Regions from separate parts of the Anas platyrhynchos genome. Here region 1 is linked to region 2. The links are chromatin contacts, called in public Hi-C maps. All regions are on one chromosome and are shown on one strand. Each heading gives the region's core, a stretch centred on a gene start, on an enhancer-like site or on the middle of the called end of the contact. The rest is flanking DNA. Distances are from core to core; before and after follow the strand shown. Region 1 has its middle 20 kb from the start of PLAU. Region 2 overlaps VCL (vinculin).

Evidence for each region. A called contact is a pair of places that touch in the nucleus more often than the background predicts.
Region 1: a contact with region 2 is called in a Hi-C map of skeletal muscle, with 4 times the contacts expected there. The contact joins two enhancer-like sites. A contact is called at or near these places in 3 of 8 Hi-C or Micro-C datasets (skeletal muscle and subcutaneous adipose tissue).

What each region holds. Positions count from the first base shown.
Region 1 is chr6:19,282,989-19,285,688 of IASCAAS_PekinDuck_T2T, forward strand. No RefSeq gene overlaps it. Among named protein-coding and RNA genes, the nearest start is that of PLAU, 20 kb to the right of the region's middle. Within about 2 kb of position 1,428, at least 1 of the 8 cell types and tissues checked has an H3K27ac peak or open chromatin away from gene starts, as enhancers often do.
Region 2 is chr6:19,208,834-19,211,533 of IASCAAS_PekinDuck_T2T, forward strand. It overlaps VCL (vinculin), which reads right to left. Exons shown (of 22, transcript XM_027459788.3): 7 at 640-730. Among named protein-coding and RNA genes, the nearest start is that of AP3M1, 40 kb to the left of the region's middle. Within about 2 kb of position 1,423, at least 1 of the 8 cell types and tissues checked has an H3K27ac peak or open chromatin away from gene starts, as enhancers often do.

The sequences.
Region 1 (2,700 bases), core at 178-2,677, 74 kb after region 2:
CTTTCCCAGTTTTGTTATAAATGTTTAGCTACTTGGTGACATGAGGATAAAGTTCTCTTAGGAAGCACTCCATGATTTTATTTGTCAATGTTAAGGAAGCCAAAGCACCTTCTGGACTCTTTGCAGACAGATAATAGAAAAAAAATCTTTTTGCTGCACATCATCTTCTGATATCAACACTTACCTGCTCTGCAGCATGAAGGCTTGCATCGTAGCCATTTATCTCAAGGCTGTCATTATCCTTTTTCTAATTCCACTGAGATCAATGTCAGATGAAAAGAAAAACTGAAGGTAGCTTTCACAGTGGGAAATTGGGAAATTGTTTTGATTCTTGGTATTTGCAAGCAGTCATCAAGCAGTGTACTAAAAGCTTTAGTCCTACATGGGAACAGACACTCATGAAATTTAATTCCTCATTCCTTTTGGCTTATACAGCTTTTAGCTTGTTGCTTAATTTTGAAAAATATTGGTAATGGCTAACTCAGAGCATCAGAACATCTTTATACAAGCATCTGTCGTCACAACCAATATGACATTTTTAATGTGTTAAGTGCCCCTACCGATTCCAAATGGAGGCTCACCTCCATGCACATTTCCTTTGTGTCAGAATTACCTGTTTACATTAGTCTAAATGCCTGAAGACTTTATGTCTTCATACACCACTAAGCTTATTTTCCTTGCAGACATACAAGCAACCATCTAGGTACAGAATACATGACATCGCAGTGCTGTTCACCTGGCTTGGTAGTGCAGCTTTTACAGCAAATTCAATTAAAGCATCAACTTTATGCTGAGCTGGTGATAATAAATTCTTCACATAATAGAAGCTCTGCTTTGATGGTTTTCATGTGTCATTTTAACTAATCAGGATAAGTGCTAAAGAAGCAATTATGTGGTCTAGGCCATAGATAATACAGTGCTGTCTTCTGCTAAGTACCATGCAAGCAAGAATGGCAGTGCTTATCAGATTCACGCATAAAGTAATGTGGCTTCCCTGCGTTTAAGGTTTTCAGCTTTTTTCATTTTGTATTTTCACTGGTCCCAGGAACAAGTCACAAAATGAAGCAAAACTACTAAAAGCATGAAAGTAATATGAAAGATTGATGCTTTGGTTGTCTAATTGCAATCAACAGAGGACGTGTTTTTTCACCTATGATTAGTGAATAGTCTTCCACAGTACCTTGGAATGAGAGTCACTACTAAAACCAAGGACCTACACAAAATGTAGCCCTTTGCTTCCATCACAGATTTGAGAAATGCAGAAAACAAACTTTCTGGCTTTGGCAGGACACGCAGGGCTTGCACTATCAGTGCACCAAAATTTCAGAAGCAAAGATGTTACCGTGGGCATTCCTCCCCGGGGCAGTGATTCAGCTCCTCTGGCCACTTGTTGCAATCAATTTGGTGACTGGTTTTGAGGCCACGTGAAGCTGACAGTGTTGGCTGCTTGCTTCTTAAAGGTTTCAGTCAAGTGCAAATACTATCTGATCAGCCATGCAGACGTGTTGATTTATATTTACTCACTCAGTCTATTCTCGGAGCTTGAATCTTTTAACAGATATTAATGCTTACTCATGGGACTGTATTTGATGAGGCAGAAAGCTGTGCATCCGGCTTGGCCAAGGTCACGTCATGGAGTCACATCTGTGAGAAAGCACAGAGCTGCTAGGCTCAGAGCTGCTGGTGCCCAGAACAAGCACTGCTGCCACAGTCTGCTCCTTCTGCAACCCCAGGAGCTAAGGTGCAGCAAAGAGCTAGAGGAAAATCGTGGCACTGCAAATACACAAAGCACAAACTGTGGCAGAAGTGGGAATCTGCACTAGCTGAGGTGTAACTGAGTGAGTCGTATGTTGTGAGCAATGAGACTTGACAGGTCTAAGTGAGGGAAGCCCCGGAGGGACTCTTCACAGACAGAACACTGTTGCTGCAGTTCAGTTCAGTTCATTCCCAGCCTCCTGCTAGAGCTGCAGCCCAGACTCAGAACTATGACTTGCAATGTTTGGAAAACATAAACTGCATAGGAAGTTCATACTTGTATGTTTTGTAGTGCCTTGACTATCCTGAGTGAGAGTTATCCTTGCAGCATTCAATCTCATTGAAGTGTATTTCTAATTCATGACAATCTGGATTTTAGGGTGAGAAAGCTGCCAGATCCTACCTCTGGCATGTGTATCTGGTGCCTGTGAGAAGCAAGGGGAGCTTCTGGCACTGAGGAGGGCAGGGCTGAATATTTGGGATTGATCCTGTAAAAGATGCTTTAGCTCTGATGTTTTATTCATTAGGAGAACATAATCTAGATAAACAAGACTTGCAGAGGTGTTTTTTTTTTTTTTCTTTTGTTTTGTTTTTAATCGGAGACTCTTTAGCAGGTATTTTATTTTGAATAAAATAGGTATTTTAAAAAAATTGTGTGCAATATAAATGCCATTTCTGAATTTGGCTCCATCTGAGGGAAGACGTGCAGAGGAGGTGGAAAAAGATGCACAATGATGAAGCTGACCTTAACTGACTCCCTTGCTGGGTTCACATTCCTTTACATGAGAGAAGTAATAGATTTTTTTTAAACATTTATCTTAAACCATCATAGATATCACCAGTGAGTTAGAATAAATATGTTTGGCCATTTCTTTCTGAGTAACAAGTGTCACAGTGTTTGGTTCCCCAACACCCTACCCTGCCGTTAAAGCAATTGCAGGCTAA
Region 2 (2,700 bases), core at 173-2,672:
GGGAATGAGGCATAAGCAGCAGCTCCACAGATATGAATAATTCACTTCCAGCATTTACAACTGTATTATTTTGGCTTTAGTTTCAGACAAAGTGTTTCAGAGATAAGGTCTCTCGAAGTCTGAATGGAACAGGCCTCCACCTGGTTTTATTTGTTTTAAAGATGCATACTAAGGAAAAACCTTTATATAAATAAAGCTGACTGTAGTTATAGTATTTATTGCAGTTTTTCATGCTAAGCATTTTCTGTCAAGACTGAAAGAAAAATACTGAGAGTCTGCTATTAGATAAAACTGAAGTTATACAAACTTGAAAGTACAGGATAAGGAACTTTAAGTATTGGGATCTACTGCAGTTAAATACTGCTCAACATAATTCACTTATTTATGCTTTTACTAGTGGAATGCAAATATAAAATATGTATGTTATACAAGAATACATTTGGACAACTTAAAACAGGCAAAGATTTCCAGGACATTAAACACAACTTGGTAGATCTCCAAGTATTAAAAAAAAAAAAAGACTATCTACTGGTATCTTCAGAATGATCCACTATGCATACTATGCATAAGTTATTAATGCTTAACGGCTATTCAGACCTTAAAAAACTGAAATACTTTGCACTTGTTTTTGAATATTACCTGGAGGTGCATTTGGATCTCTCAGCCAACCTTTTGCCTGGGTCATCTTTGAATCTATTAAGGCTAAAGCTCTTTTCATGGCTTCAGTGTCCTTTGCAAAAGAGAAACCACCATAATGATTTTCAAAAAATCAAAGCATAAGAAGTCAACACAATCAAAGCAGACAGAAGTTGTATAAAGCACAGCCTACTTACAGAAACACACCCATGTAAGCAGCTCAAAACCCATTTTCAGACTAGCAGTTCATAGTCACTTATTTCCAAGTAAGGCAGACATTTTCATATCACTCAAAATGCAGAAAATACGCATGCAAGTTTAGTGATTTCTCTATTCCTTTATTTTCTTGTGTTTTAATTCCTAAATAAGCTCCAATAAGCACACATCTTAAGTGTTAGTTCCATTTTTTTCCTTAGTGTACATCAGAGCATGAAGATTAGAGTCAACCTTTTAAAAATGGAAATCAGCCAGTGAATTTTGCTACTTTCTGTACAAGAGGATGCACATCTGCAATTTTCACCTGTTCTGCTGCTTAAAATCCAATAGCTGCTGTCTGCAGAAAAACAGACTGCCAGTTAATTCCTAGAATTCTCAAATATGGATTTTACTGTCTTCGGAGACTTAAACACGTGTTCACATGCGGTTGTCTTAAACTCAGAACTTCTCTACCAGGAGCAAAGAAGCTGCTGCTTTGACTATTACGCAACTATTTTCCAGCACTTCTTTGACTAGAGAAGATAAAACCACTCAGTTCTCATCTCCCTGCATACTCTGTTAATTGTTCATGCATCACCTCTCCACTAGAGGCCAGAAGTTTTCTATCCTATACAAACAGGCAGAGTACCCAGCACCTTAAGTAAGAAGTTGGGAAAAAGCCCAAATAGATTTTTACCACACATGTAATGGAAATAATTTGAAATGCATCTAGTATCCCATGATTAGTACACAGGTCATGGAAAAAAAGCCTGGCCCTTGTGCTGTTGGACTATCCATGCCCAGCTCCTACAGAGAAGCGCCTGTTCCAAGCATCAAAGATCACTATCTGGTGCAACATGGGATACTCTTGACAATACTAAAAAACTGCCACATTTTTGTGAAGCAGTTCGTTCTGCACTCTTAGTCCCAAAGATACATTACTGGGGACATTTTGGCATTTAAGCCAGTTTTATTTAGGCATGTCAGTCTGTCAGCTACTTGTAGAGTATTATAATACAACTCAACTAACTTTCTAAAGGTCATTCAACACAGCTGGATATTTTTAAGGGCTCCAGATTCACAGCCCAAGAGAGTGCACCAAAAGCAGAACTGTTTTCACCTGGAAGACTGGTTCTCCAACCTAGAAATTGGGTCTCAAAGCTTAGGTCAGGATCTATTTAACAACATCCAAAGGATAGGACACGCATCTAGGGTTGGAAGGGGGGACAATGTTTTAAAAGTCATCTTCTCTATAGCTTGAGATTTGTGCATTTAATATACAAGAGTAAAGTAAATAATCATACAATAATTTAAAAACTGAAATGAATGCAAAAAAAACCCTTACCAGCTGTGATGGTAGGTGATAGTTTTCTGTTGTTTTATGTATGTACTAGAGTAACTTTAGCTTGGAATGAATGGTTTACTGCAGGCCCATCTACCCATAAATAATTTGAAACAAAGGATTAACTGAATTTTTAAAAAGGCAACAGATGTTGCTTAGCACATTGATGAGATGCTAGGTGTGGGATGGCTGGGAAAGGACAGCGTTGGGATAATGGGAGGGGCAGGAACTCCTCCCCTCTTTACTGAAGCAGCCTTTTGTGTTGCCTCAGTTGCCTGCAGAGTTGCAGTTACATCAAAATGATAAAGAAGTCTAAGAAGTCTCTCAATCTTAATCTCTTAGCAAAGGATGAAATTAAGGGTGTTTCATCTTTTACACATGATTTTGTGACTGCTAGCACTACCTAAGCAATGTGTGTTGAGCTGTATGGCTTGTACACGCATCTGGAGGTGCTTGCTGTGTTCATACATGTGGCTTGCATACATGTCTGGAGGCATTTGGTGTGTTAGCACATGTTCACACGTGTG